Linked DNA regions of Gossypium arboreum: region 2 is linked to region 1. Evidence: chromatin contacts called from public Hi-C data. All regions are on one chromosome and are shown on one strand. The core of a region is the stretch at or near the end of the contact, and the rest is flanking DNA. Distances in the headings are between cores, read along the strand shown. Region 1 holds the start of LOC108458133. Region 2 holds the start of LOC108479818.

Region 1 (7,124 bases), core at 1,687-4,186:
TAGTTGTGATTTTAGCCATGAGAATTGGCTTGTAAATTATGTTAATATTAATGTGTGTTTGGCTATTAGAAACGGCTCATAAATGTATATGTTTTAATTGTATTTATATAGCCACAAGTGATGGCTTATTTTGGCATGTTTGGTATGAATATGGTTATGGTTTTATAGTTGCAAATGTTGGATTGATTCTTGGAGTATAATGTTTGAGAAATTTTTTTGATGAAGTATGATTTTAGAAGTTGAGTTGAATAAGTATTTGGCATTAATTTGAGTATTAAATTTGGTCAAAATGAATATTGGATGATTTTGACAACCTATTTGTGTGATAAAATGGTACCATATGAGTGTTTATAGGTAAGTGCAAAATGGGTGGCAAATTGCCCTTGCAAATGGCCTATTTTTGTCCATACGGGTAGAGACACAAGCATGTGTCTTAGCTGTGTACGACACACGGTCATGTTACACAGCCGTGTGTCCTCTCGTGTTGATATTAAATGAAGTCAGAATGCTCCACACGGGCATGTGACTTGGCTGTGTTGCATAAGTCAGTATACCCTACAGTTTTGGCACGACCTAGTACACGGCTTGGCATACGGGCGTGTGGCCACTTCGAAGGGCACACGGGCTAGACACACGGGCATATGGTTGGCTGTGTGACCCAAGTCAGTATGTTTGCCCTGTTTTCACACGGATTGAGACACCAGTGTGTTTGGAGCCATGTGAGGCACACGGCTTATTCACACGGGTGTGTGACCCCTGTATGTTTGAAAAATTTCTAAGTTTCCAAAATTTTTGTATGTTATCGGTTTAGTCCCGAACCACTTCTAAAGCATGTTTAAGGTCTCGTAGGCCCTAATAAGGGATAATGTGATTATGTTAAAGCATAAATGTATGAGTTATGTATGCTATTTGATGTATATTGATCGATAATACCTCGTAATCCTACCCGGTGATGGATCCGAGTTAGGAGTGTTACAAAAGTGTTAAGTAATAGTGAATTTAAATTAAAGGTGAAATTTGAAGGATATTATAATTATTATTGGATTTTCATTATGTTACGAGCTAAATTGCAAGATATTTAGAAACAACTAAAAGTAATAAAAATGTTTAAATGAATTATTCAAGTGAAGTGTTACATGGAAAAGAATTTATTTTAAGTGACTAAGTAGTGAATATTGAATTTCGTGGTAAAAATGACTAAATTAAAAAGTATGTGAAAGTTTTATGTATTATTATTTGATAAGTGAAAATGATGTAGAGAGTACAAAATATATGATGTATTTTGAACCAAGAATTTAGTGAATAAAATCTCTTGATTATTGTAGTTGAAACTTACAATAATTCTTTAATTTGTGAAAATGAGGACTAAATTGAACAAATGCAAAAGTGTAGTGAAATTTTAAAAATCATGAAATATTACATGCGTGAATAAATAATGTAAATTCAATGATATTCTAGTGTCTTTGTAGTCTAGTGTTGAACTTCATAGATATAGTTGGCATGTTATAGGAACCCGAGAGCTTTCGTGTGAATCGTGATATTCATGATATTGCACTTTGGTGCCTCCTATTCTGTTATGCATTTTAGTGTCCACGTTTTCAGAACTTTTGCGCTTTGTGTATCATGATATGTTCCATGTCTACAACTAGTTCTAACCTCTCTAGCATAGGCTAAAATTCGTGTCACACCCGATTCTCTTAAGGACCCGAACTCAAAGAAGAGTCAGGGAGCCGATTGTATATAAATAGAAATTTGTGGGCTGAGATATTTAGAAACATAAGTGGTTGGTTAGGAATTGTTAGATTTCAATCTTGATTTAGATAGATTGGAACCGATTGGTTGCATAGTGGGAGACAAAATGATTAGGATTGAATGGTGGTACTAGTCTGTGGAGACTGTGCCAATGGAGTATATATATAGGTGTGTGGGAACATAATTCTTCTCAATTCTGTTTACCAATTTTTCTCTCTAAAGCGTCGTCTTCTTTAGTCGTTCTGAAGAAGAAAAGGATGTAACTGAAGGAAGCTCTCCATGTTGTAGCTGTCATGTGAATTAATGTTTGAGAGTAGAGAAATTGGGGAAACAATAAGCTTTCTTACCCCTCTGTACTCGTGGATTAAAGAAAGAAGTAGAGTAAAGACTCTCAAAGCTTTTGTATAATTTAAAATTCTGGATTTCTAAGGATTGATTACCTTTAGTTTAATCAATAAATGGTTGCCATGCTTAGCTACCAAGACAAATGAGACGTTGCCGTTTGGACAAGTTAAGCTGTCAAGAATAAGGAAGCAAGGTGAATTTCTATACTCCATATCTGGAGTGTTGCATGACTGGAATGAATTTGATACCTTAGTCCTTAGAGGCCGTACGGAACCATTCAAAGAGATTTACTCATTAATAAAAATTTTAACAATGGTGACACAATATCCCATGTGGCAATTCCTATAATTTTCATTAAAAATACATAAAAATTATTAAAAATTCAAAAAAAGTTCATAATCCTTCTTTTAAACATTATCCACATCAACAATAAAGTACATGTGCACTGCCGTTGAAATTTTGATAGTTCAATTATTCTTTTAAAAAAAAACAATTTAACTAAAAATTAAAGGTTGAGGACTAAAGTGATCTACAAAAATTACGGACAAAATAATAGAAAAAGTAAACATTAGAAGCTAAATTAATTATTATGCCATTCTTTTACAATAATGAAAATAAAAAAATCTAAGGTAAACTTTACTCAAATAATTTTTTCTTAGTTTTTCATTTAAAGATAATAATAAATTTTAAAAAAAATAATTGGTACAATCAAAGCTTATGTTACATTTAGAGTGAGGGAATGTTAACACAAGCGCATGAAACTGAACGTTTCTATTTTTTTCTAAAAAAATTATTTTGAAATTAAAATTCATTTATTAAAAAACATATATTTTAACCAGATTCACCGGTTGGGCCTTGACTCAAAGTTATGGGCTTCTGTGGAAAGGGATCGAAATGGAAGCTAACGTCTTCATTTCAATCTTCATCACTTACTTTCCCTTCCTCCTTATTTCTTCGACTAGCAGATCTCCGTTAGGGTTCCAGAGTCAAACTCGTTGACCAGAGAGGGTAGGAAATGGCAAATCAAGGTGCCAAGAAGCGCAAAGAAGAGAACACCCGCCACATGGCCAATCTTCGCCGCCTCATCATTGCTTGTAATGTACGCTCTCTCATCTTCTTTTATAATTATTTCCCCTAATCGTTGAAACCCTTCTTTAATCAAGTGTTCACTTGTTTGTTTTCTAATTACTTGAAAATTTTCGATTCTGATTTACTTAGATTCTCGAAGGATTTCCTTTGCAAGTATGTTTATGCTACTTTATGAATTGCAATAAGGAAATGGATAACTTAATATCTATAGATGGCATTGATTCATTTCTAATTGAATTTTAAAGTTTTTAAGCACATTTGAAATGCACCCTTAGCTCACCAATAAATGCTTCCAATTATAGTCCAGCTGCACATCTCTGTGTATGTGTTTACTGTGGATGCATTTTTCCATGCCCGTGAAAGTGAAAATTTTCAACTTCGAAAGTTGTGGCTGGTAGCGATAACCTGGTAATGTTTGGGTGATTAACTGATCTGACATAGGAGGCATATTAAGTGCCGGCTTGGTTAGTAAACAAAGCTGATCTTACACATCATAACCATTGGAAGTTGGAACCTATTCTTAGTGTTTAGCTTGGTAGTTTCAACAAAACTACATAATATGTAGCAACAAAACTGCACTACATAGTATGCAGTGCCCATTTTATTTGAACATTGCACTTTTTTTATTTGTAGCTTCTGATGTCTTAGCTTTTCTTGACACACCACATCAAAGCTCTTGCAATTGTTGCTACTTTTTAGTTGATGTGGAAGAACAGAGTTGGGGTAGTTTTGCATTTTTAGTACTGTATATTTATATTGTCTTCATAGTTGCATTTTTTTGCTTGTTAACAATCTTATTTTATTGGATTTATGTTCCAATTTTCTATTTATGTAGGTTGTATACGTATTGGTTAGGATGCTGATCTTCCATTCCTCATTCACATGGAAACATTGGGTTGGTCTACTTTTGACCACTGTAGCTTACTTTATACCCTATCAACAACTTTCACAGATGGCAAAACCTGCTTATTCTGATGATGGAGAACTTCTTGACGGTGGATTTGATATGAGTACTGGTGGAATATGTGGGTAAGTTTTGTTCAATATTTTTTCTCTTTTTACCTTAATTTCTATTTGTGGTTTTGTTTTTAGTTTTTTATTCTATTAAAATATTAGGAGGAACTTGGTTAGAAAGACGATTCTTATTAAATTCTAAGTTCTTTGTAAATGAGGCAGTGCATGTAACGGGGGGCACGCCTCAGGCTTATCTTAGGAAGAATATTACTGTTAGTTTCCTTTGGCTTGATTTCTGTATGGGTCCTATAGTAGCCTTTGATAGCTCACATGACTAGATTTTTGGTGACTTATTGGTGTTTTATTCTCTTTTTTTTTAATGAAATTTTGTACCCATATTTAGTGTCTTCCACTTATTGTTTCCTTATTCTATTCTCTTTCTTTCTATTTTTTCTACTACTGCTGCATCAATGGTGCTGTGGATTTGGTTTTACCAGAAGTGGCTGGCAGAATGAAAGAAATATAGTTCTTAGATTGTGAATTTAGGTTTCCCTTATTCTTTTCCTATTTCTTTAACTGCTGAGTTATTTTACATGTTTATTGGAGATATTCTACTTTTCTCCCTTTAATGTGGATCTTTTTCTTGTATTTGGGTAGCTATGATTAGCTATGATATAATGTGAATCTTAATATAGAAAGACTGTATGTTTATTGTGGGGAAGAGATAGATTTCTTTTGTTGCTTATGAATAAAGTCCATGCCACCATAATCATGATGATTGTGTTTGGAATATAACTATTATTAAAAGATGAAAATCATCCTACTTGATTCAAACACTTAAAAATAAGAAGAGGGGGAAGGGATGAAGAGAACCCTTCTGTAGAGAAACAACTAGAAGTCAGATATTCTTAATTTTCTTATCTGCCAATAAAGTTCTTTTACCTATGAACTCAATGGTACGGTTTAACAGTTCAAATATTGTTGTTTATATGTTGACATTATGAATTTATCCAATATATGGTCTTAAGATCTGAATTCTGTTTTCTGCATGCATTGAATATTTCCGACTTAGAGTTGCTCACTTCTTGCAGCTATTTACATGATGTCATCTACATTACAAGTTTTGTGCAACTGATGTCCATCATCTCTGACAAGTTTTGGTATACATATTTTGTGGTAAGTTCTATTTACTTATTTTGCACATGGAAAGTTGGTCTGATACTTCCATCCTTTGATTTCTTTTGGAATGGAATAGCTTTCTTTATAGTTTCTGGAGGGATTTCGCCTATTGCTTATATGCTTTAATAGTCTTCTTTTTCAAGGAATTTGAAGAAAGAGATGTCAAAATATCTGGGAAAAAGAATAAAAGAGAGAAATGATTTCATTTAAATAGGAGAATCTAATTTTGGTAAAGGAGCTCCATTTCTGTTGTCATCCTCTGTTCATTGTTTGGTTAAGTAAATAAAGTCCATCGCAGTATAGTGGAATGGTAGTATTGTTTAAAGATCTCTAAAGCGATTAAATTTTAGCTTTCAATCATCTCCCTTCTGTCAGACTTGTGCATCAAAGGGTAGCTGTCCCATTATTAAATTTTACTGGCTCCAATTACTAGAGACATTCTTATCTAGTGAGCATGATGGTCCCACCTGACCACAATGCTTTCCTTATTAGTAGAGGGATCATTTTTCATGAGTTTCTCAAGAGATGATTTTCTGTTGACAGTTTCTTCTATAATATTGATATTCATTTCTAGGATTGATATGTTTAGGTGTTTCTTTTATGATGAAAAAGTAAAGGAATTGTTATTTAGGATCTTCAGGTGATGTGAGTCTTTAAGAACTGTTTGGTAATAGAAAGCTCTATGCTAATATAACTAAGCTGAAAAACTCGTAATTTTGTGGAATTTATTGAAACTCACTTTGGGGATGACGACGACATAACATTATGGAGTTGATGCTTTTCAGATACCGGCATTTGGAGCATACAAATCTTTTGGGTTCATTAGAGGTTTTTTATCATTAGGCTCAGAGGTATTCCACACCTTCTTATCCTTATATCATCTGAAAGGCTATATTAAAATTCATATATTAACATTGTTTTGGTTTTTGGTTTCTTTTTACGATTGTGTTAATTAGGGAGAGGTGGAAGATGAAAAGACTCGCAAGAAAAGAGAAAAGATGGAAAAGAAGGCTTCAAGGCCAAAGTTGGTCAAGACACGGAATAGGTGAGTTTAACAGTGAAATGAATAGAGTAAGCTCTTGGCTGAAAGGAGTTCATTTGATAATTTCCGATGTTTCTTTGATATTTGAAAAGTTAAGACCACAGTTTGAGGAAAGCATGTTGTAGTGGTTAGCGTGAGCATCAAATAGTTCTTCTGTTCCTAATGGATGTGTAAAACTGAGAAGCTTCATCTAATTCCAAGCCCCTTGTACTCGGAATCATTTATTTATTTTTGGGTACTTTGGGTGACCAAATTAAAAAAAAAAAAAGTTGATAGTTGCCGATTAAGTCTTAGTTTGATTGATATTGGCATTGTTGCTAGTGTAGGACATATTCCTATTTAAGGGTTGGGGAGAGACTATGGGTGGTTTTAGTCATTGTATCAAAAAGAGTAAATTGTATCAAAAAGAGTAAAAATGATAAAAATTTATAATGAGATTAATATTGAAAGAAAAAAATTATAATTGGATGCAATAATTGAGTGAGGTATGACCTGTGGTGTAGATTACCGTTTATGTTTTTCGTGCAATTAGCTGGCAAATTAAAGGATGCCAAGATTGCTTTAATTGATGCTTTGGAACATTAAGTTGGTTGATTGCAGCCTAGGGAAAGTGGTTGTCGAGACCATTTTTAAATTGAAAAATAGGAGTCGACTTAAAAATAAAAATGGAGTCGCTATCGATTTTTTTCGATGTGTGATCGGATCATCTTGAGATTGATTATTTTAATAAAATATTTTAATTTATTAAAATAATGATTTTGGT
Region 2 (7,124 bases), core at 1,920-4,419, 550 kb after region 1:
TCGCCAAAACTTGGAAGAACACCATAGCTAGGGTTTTTTCATCTTTCAAGCTTGATTGTGAGTACATCCTAGCCCCGTTTTTAATGCTCTTTATGTTTTTGAAGTCGTATTCACCCGATCTTTCTATTTCTACCATTTTTTTGAAGTAGGGTTCATGTTTAAAATTTTACCCATGTATGACATGCATGTATTTTGATATTTTTTGGTAGAAAATGAAAGTTTGATATGTAATAAACAACTTTTACTAAGTGATTTTTGATGGAAATACATAAAAGGACCTATTTGTAAAAAGTTATAAAATGTGTAGTAAAGATGTGATTTGATGAAAATTTTGGGCTAATATGAGTATATATATGGTTCAGCTAGGCTTGGGTAACAAAGAAATTGAATACATTTCAATTTAGGAGCCTAGGGGCTAAAATGTAAACATGTCAAAGTTTAGGGGAAAAAATGTAATTTTTTCCATAATGTAAGTTTTGGACTGAATTGACTGATGTGATTAATAAATGAGTTAAACTTGCTATTATAGATTAAGAAAAATGATGTTCGGACCTAGATCGGGGGAAAAATAAAGTATTTGATGATTTGGTCCCTTTTCTACTATTTTTGTACCGAGGTAAGTTCTTATGTAAATAATACATTGTTTTAAATATGTTTTGTATGTTTTACTATTGTATGAATTATGATTGATCATTGAGCGTGTTCGACAAAGTTACGACAATTTTGAAATCCCGATCGAACCTTAGAAATAGATAGGATACAAATGTCATGACATTAAGGTTATTGAGACTATGTGTAAGACCATATCTGGGATATGGCATCAGTATGAGACTTCGTGTAAGATCATATTTGGGATGTGGCATCGATATGAGATTTCGTGTAAGACCATAGCTGGGCTATTAGCATCGAAACGAGATCCTATGTAAGACCATATCTGGGATATGGCATTGGTGTGGTACTATGTGTGTGAGATACCCGAGTATCCTTAGTATTCCAAGTGGTTCAATGGGAACTGAACGAGAATGTCAAAGTTGTGAAAGACTATGGTATGTTGTAAATTGGTACAAGTATGTACATAAAACTCATACTTAATGAGCTTGATATGTGATAAATCTCTTGGTAAGGTTGTGATTAAGTTGGATTGTAAGATTTATAATGACATTTATGTTAATTTACTTCAAGTTAATTGTATGTTAAATGTGATTTTATAATGCTTATTATTTACATGGGAACTTACTAAGCTTTAAAGTTTACTCATGTTTCTTTTCCCTTGTCTTATAATGTCACCAAGCCAGCTCGGGGATCGGAGATTGTCGGAGATCTAGTCACACTATCAACCTATTATTTTGGGTACCAATGATTTGAACATTTTGAGTTATGGCATGTATAGGGACTTGGTCATTTTATTTTGTGTTATAATTGATTGGCCAAATGTGTTGGCTTATAATGGTTGATAATTCATTTTGTAAATGGCCATTGAAATTGGCTAATATTGATTTAAGTATATATGCATATGATGATGTCTTTCATGGATGTAGAAAATTGTATGATTTGAGTTGAAATATATGTGATGTTTGTGTATGATAAATGATAGTATGTGAATGAGGTATTGATGCGTTGGTTGTTGCTGATTTGGTTGAATGTATATACTTGGAATGGTGTTATGTTTTGTTGTGTAGATTTGTGCATGGAAGGGTGACAATATGGCTTGTAAAATAGCCTTATTCTTGTCCACACGGGTAGACACATGGGTGTGTGTCTAGCCATGTGTGACACACGGCTCGCCCCATGGGCGTGTGATCCAGCCGTGTGTCCCCTGTACATTAATTGTTGCAAAACAGAATGCTCAGTATGAGCACACAGGCGTGTGTCTCAGCTGTGTGGATGACACAGCCTCAGGTACGGGCTGTGCCCTGGGTGTGTGAAGTCTACACCTATTTTATGAAAAATTATAAAAATTAAATCGCCCATACAGCCTAAACACACGGGCGTGTGCCTTGCCCGTGTGACTTCTATTTGTTCTTAGATGACAAATAGAGAGTTACACGGGTTAAGGACACGGGCGTGTGTGACCACACAGCCTGCCCATACGGGCGTGTCTCAAGCCACACGGGCCTATGTCTCTTAAAATAAGAAAATTTATCTAAGTGTTGTGAAATTTCCAAAGTCTTCAATTTGGTCTCAAACCGCTTCCAATGCATGTTGGGGGCCTCGTAGGTTCGTTTTAGGGACGATGTGAATGTAAATGAGAATTTTAAATTTGGATGAAAATTTTCGTCTTGGTTTTGTATGTTTGTTTATGTTCAAGTCCGGTAATGCCTCGTACCCTATTCTAGTGTCGAATAAGGGTAAAGGGTGTTAAATGTGAGACTCTTAGCCCATTCTTATTTCTTCTCTGTTGTGAGGGATTGCCTTCCCTTATGTGATCGACACTTCAAAATGATCTGGTAAAGGAGGCCACTATTAGTCGGGGGTCCTCCAATATCCCATCTATTATTTACGGATGATTACATCCTTTTTTAGGAGGCAACCGAAGGAGGGCCTTCGGTGTTGAAACAAAATTTGAAAGATTATGAGAGTTCCTCTGGTCAATGTGTGAATTTTGACAAGTCAGTCATCTATTTTAGCTCTAATGTTGAGGAAGTGCGGATTGCGACCTCTTTTGGGGCTCCGTATTCCTACTGAGCCTGAGAGGCATATGGGTTTTTCAATTATCATAGGGAGGAATAAAAAGAGGGTGTTTTAGCATTTAAAAGACCACTTGCACAATAAGATTAAAAATTTGTGTGTATGATCTTTTTCTTAGGATGGAACAGAGGTCTTTATTAAGAATGTCGTGTATGCTATTCCCAATTTTGCTATGTTATGTTTTTAATTACCTGTTTCTTTTTGCTTAGACTTGGAGAGAATTCTAAGTAGATTTTGGTGGAAGAAATATGATGGACGTAGGGGCATCCATTGGTGTGATTGGTCATCTTTGTGTGATTCAAAAGATTTGGGTGGGATGGGTTGCCAACAATTAGCTCAATTTAAAGTTGTTCTCTTGGCTAAGAAAGGTTGGCGTTTAGTTAGTAATCTGAATTCATAGGTTGCGTGTGTTCTTAAGCATAAATACTATTCGCAATGTGATTTTATGAATTCTGAGTTGGGATCTTACCTTTCTTACCTTTGGAAAAACATTTGGGTTGCTAAAGGTTTGCTGAATTTTGGGCTGAGCTAACGTGTGGGTATAGGCTATCGTATCTGAGTCAGGGATGATGCATGGATCCACGGCCTACCTTGTCACAATTTATAGATTCAATGGATTAATTCACCTGATATGCTAGTTGTTGAGCTTGTTAACCATGATACTAGATAATGGAATGAGGCATTACTTACCACTGTTTTGGTTAATGCTACTGTGGAGAAGGTCCTCTGTATTCTTCTCGCATGGGAGGCTCATGATGATACTTTGGTATGAGGGGAGGAAGTTTCGGGGGAGTACTCGGTTCATAGTGTCTATTGCTTACTTCATCGCTCGAGCCCATCTAGTGACTATGACATATACAAGCCATTCTTTACAAGATTATGGAATTTACAACTATCTTCTAAGATAAAAATTACAACATGGCATATATTTCGCAATATCATCCCTAGTTTCTTTAATCTGTACAACCGACGACTATGCTTTGGTGCTTGGCGGCTATTGAAACTTTGGAGCACATCTTCTGTGACTGTCCCTCCGTTACTGGTATCTGGGTGGACCTATACATAACCTGGCCTAGTGAGCTTTTGGAGGCATGCTTGCAAGATTGGTTGTTTTACATTATTCAAGTTTACCCTATCACAATTTTCAGGAAAGTTGTGTGTGCCTTATGGTTTATCTAGAATGCTTGGAATCATCGTGTTTACAAAAATGTTATTATACAAATGCATATTTTAATTCAAAAGGTTGATACTTACCTTCCGGAATTGGATGTGGCATAGGTGAAGCTTCTTGGGCGCCCGATTAGGGATGAGCGGTGGTGACCCTTGGACGAATACTGTTTGAAAATCAACTTTGATGCGGCTTTTCATTCCCCTTTCAGGACATCCTGCACTAGAGTTGTTATCAGAAATAACCATTGGACTATATTGGCTTTGCACATGGTGGTTTGTAAACATATACCTTCTGCTTTTGCAGTTGAGGCCATTGCTTGTCTTCATGCGGTCCACTTGGGCCTGGCTCTTGATTTCCCAGATGTGATTGTTGAAGGTGACTCCCTCATGGTAATTCATAAGGTCCAATCTTCCCAGCTTGATCTATCGGTCATCGGCGCTTATATTCGAGACATAAAACATTGGGCAGGATATTTTTACAGGTGTGACTTTTGGCATTTCCTTCACTCGGGTAATACTATGGCTGATTTGTTGGCTAAAGAAGGCTTGAAAGCAGGGATGGGCTCTTATGTGTGCAGGGGTGTTTCCGATTTTACACAACGGGTGGTGGAGTGTGATCATCTATCCGATTTGTAATGCATTTAATGAGAAGTGGAGAGGGAGTGGGGAGCATTTTTCGTAGGTTTTCTGTTGTTTCTTTTGGTAGCGCTTGAGGATTCATATTGGTTTTCGACGAATTTCTCTTCGCTCCGGTGATGTCTCTGTGCCCTTGTTTGGATGGTCGCTATTTCTATTTGTGCTTGAAGTCTGTGTGCTAGCCTGTCTGGTTTTTTTTTCTTGTTAGATGTTTTGTTTTCTAGCTGCTTCTGCTGCGATCCAACTTTTGATATCTGCTCACCTCAGTTTTCATTTGCTACGTGGCCCATATACTTAGCTTTCTTAGAATTTGATTTGTTTGGTTTTCATTTTGTGTTTGCTTGGTTTTTGTTTATTTTTGTAGTGGACCTCATTTCTTTGTTTTGTTTAATGTAAGCCTAGTTTTTCAAATTTATTTTTTTACTACATTACTTTTTAATAAGAATTAAATAAAATATTTAAACGGCCCTTAAAGAAAAACAAATCAACGTCGTATTAACCATTTTGTACTAGGCATCCAATGAACAGTATACGTGTCAACCTTGAAAGCAATATGCTAGAAGCTACCGTCGGATCTTACGCCACGTGTAAGACAGCACCAAACCACCGCCGTCATTTAAAAGAAATCCTAACTTTGTGGGCCCCGCATATTATCCGTTTATGTGTTTACATGTCTGCCAGCACATGCTACCCTTTTCTCCCAGAGTACCCAAAATAGCCTTAACTCTAACCCCAATAATTGCCACAACTAAGGGTATTAAAGTAATCGCGAACTTTATTACACGTGCGATGGCTCAAACAACGCGGGATTTGCACGTGCTCGCCGCCAAAAAGGATCCGCTTACCCCCATTTTAACTCCATTAATTAGATTTCTCCAAAGTAACTTCTAGGGTTTCGGAATCTCCGAAATTTGCTCTCGTTCCTTAAATTTTGATTAGAGGTAAAAAAAAAAAAAAAAACTTTAAAGCTAGGTTTTCCGGCATTTTTTCGGTTGGTGTTGGGAAAATAGGGATTTGGCTTAGATTGGATGGTGCAGTTGATGAGATCGGGAACTCCTACGGCGGAACCCGAAGCGTGCCGGGACAAGGCGCCGGTGAAATTGGAGATCGTAGAGGATTCATTAGAGGAAGAACATGGCCCTGTTAATAAACGATCCAAACTTTCTCCAAATCTTCAACAGGTATTATTTTCCCTTCAAATTTCCTTTTTTTTTCCCTATGAAATAAATATATAAACAAAAACTCTCCCTATTTTGGAGAGAGATCTAAAGTATTTAGATAAGAATAAGAGCTTTTATTTTAGAGCTTTGAAATCTGAAAGATTTCATTTCTGGGTATATATATTTTGTCAGTGGAGCTCCGATGGCAATGCTTTCCCGATCCCGCCAGCGCAATACAACCCGTTGGATGAGCCGAGTCCACTTGGTTTGAAGCTAAGGAAGAGTCCTTCACTTTTGGATTTGATCCAAATGCGCCTCTCTCAATCCCAAAGCGGTAGCTCAGCCGCCCAAGCTGAGAGCTTGAACTCTGGTGTCAAAAAGGAGAGTAAAGCTGTTGCCGCTACCGATAAGCTTAAAGCCTCAAATTTTCCAGCTTCCATTCTTCGAATCGGCCACTGGGAGGTACCTTTTATTATTTTTTATTCATTTATTTTATTAAATACATTCATTTTGGGGGGTCAAGTAGCTGAAGAATTGCTTACTTGGTTATTTTTGCAGTATAAGTCGAGGTATGAAGGTGATTTAGTGGCCAAGTGTTATTTTGCAAAGCATAAGCTTGTCTGGGAGGTGTTGGAAGGTGGGCTTAAGAGTAAGATTGAAATACAGTGGTCGGATATTATGGGTCTTAAGGCAAATTGTCCTGATAATGGACCCGGGACTTTGAATGTTGTGGTAAACTTTCCTATGTTCCGTATGATATTCTTTTGAGTTTCCAATCTCCTTTTTAGTTTTCCTGCAACAATTATGTGTGCCTGTAATTATGCAGCTGGCTAGACAGCCCCTTTTCTTCCGGGAGACTAATCCGCAGCCTAGAAAACACACCTTATGGCAGACAACTTCAGATTTTACTGATGGTCAAGCTAGCATACATAGGTAAAAGTGATGTATATTTTATTCTTTTTCCCTTTTTGTGGAAATACAAGCTGAATTTACGTTAGTTGTTTGCATAGGGTTATGTGGCTAATTTGCTAATAAAATTTTGTAATGCTACTTTGCAGGCAACATTTTCTGCAGTGTCCCCAAGGGTTGTTAAACAAACATTTTGAAAAACTGGTCCAATGTGATATGCGTTTGAACTGTTTAAGCAGACAGCCAGAGATAATTTTGGATTCACCGTACTTTGAATCACGAAGTTCTGTTTTTGAGGATCCCAGTGAACCTAAAGGGCATGACTATGGCCAAGGGGAGACTGGTAAAGGATCTACTAGCTCTGGCTTCCAGAATATAGCATCACCTGTTGCAGCTCACTCCTCGTCTTTGGAGATTGAGAAAGGGGATTCTGCTGCCATAACCTCGGAAAATATGTCTAGGGAGGCTCCATCTCCCAGTTCAGGTACAATCAGGAGCTCAGAATTTGTTGTTGATGTGCTCATGCATAAAGTTTTTATGTTATGTCGTCCTTTTGTAATC

What was found. A called contact is a pair of places that touch in the nucleus more often than the background predicts.
Region 2: a Hi-C map of leaf shows a contact between it and region 1, with 4 times the contacts expected there. The contact joins the promoter of LOC108479818 here to the promoter of LOC108458133 in region 1. A contact is called at or near these places in 2 of 5 Hi-C or Micro-C datasets (both in leaf).

The regions. Positions count from the first base shown.
Region 1 is chr8:91,183,393-91,190,516 of ASM2569848v2, forward strand. LOC108458133 reads left to right here and starts at 2,937. Exons shown (of 5, transcript XM_017757407.2): 1 at 2,937-3,196; 2 at 4,022-4,215; 3 at 5,232-5,316; 4 at 6,105-6,170; 5 at 6,276-6,648. The coding sequence starts at 3,113. The coding sequence ends at 6,368.
Region 2 is chr8:91,737,574-91,744,697 of ASM2569848v2, forward strand. It overlaps LOC108479818, which reads left to right and starts at 3,170. Exons shown (of 6, transcript XM_017782626.2): 1 at 3,170-5,675; 2 at 5,847-6,116; 3 at 6,213-6,386; 4 at 6,481-6,587; 5 at 6,713-7,047. The coding sequence starts at 5,523. It overlaps LOC108479035 (a long non-coding RNA gene), which reads right to left and starts at 4,273. Exons shown (of 4, transcript XR_008287078.1): 1 at 4,148-4,273; 2 at 3,943-4,078; 3 at 3,379-3,744; 4 at 2,859-3,274.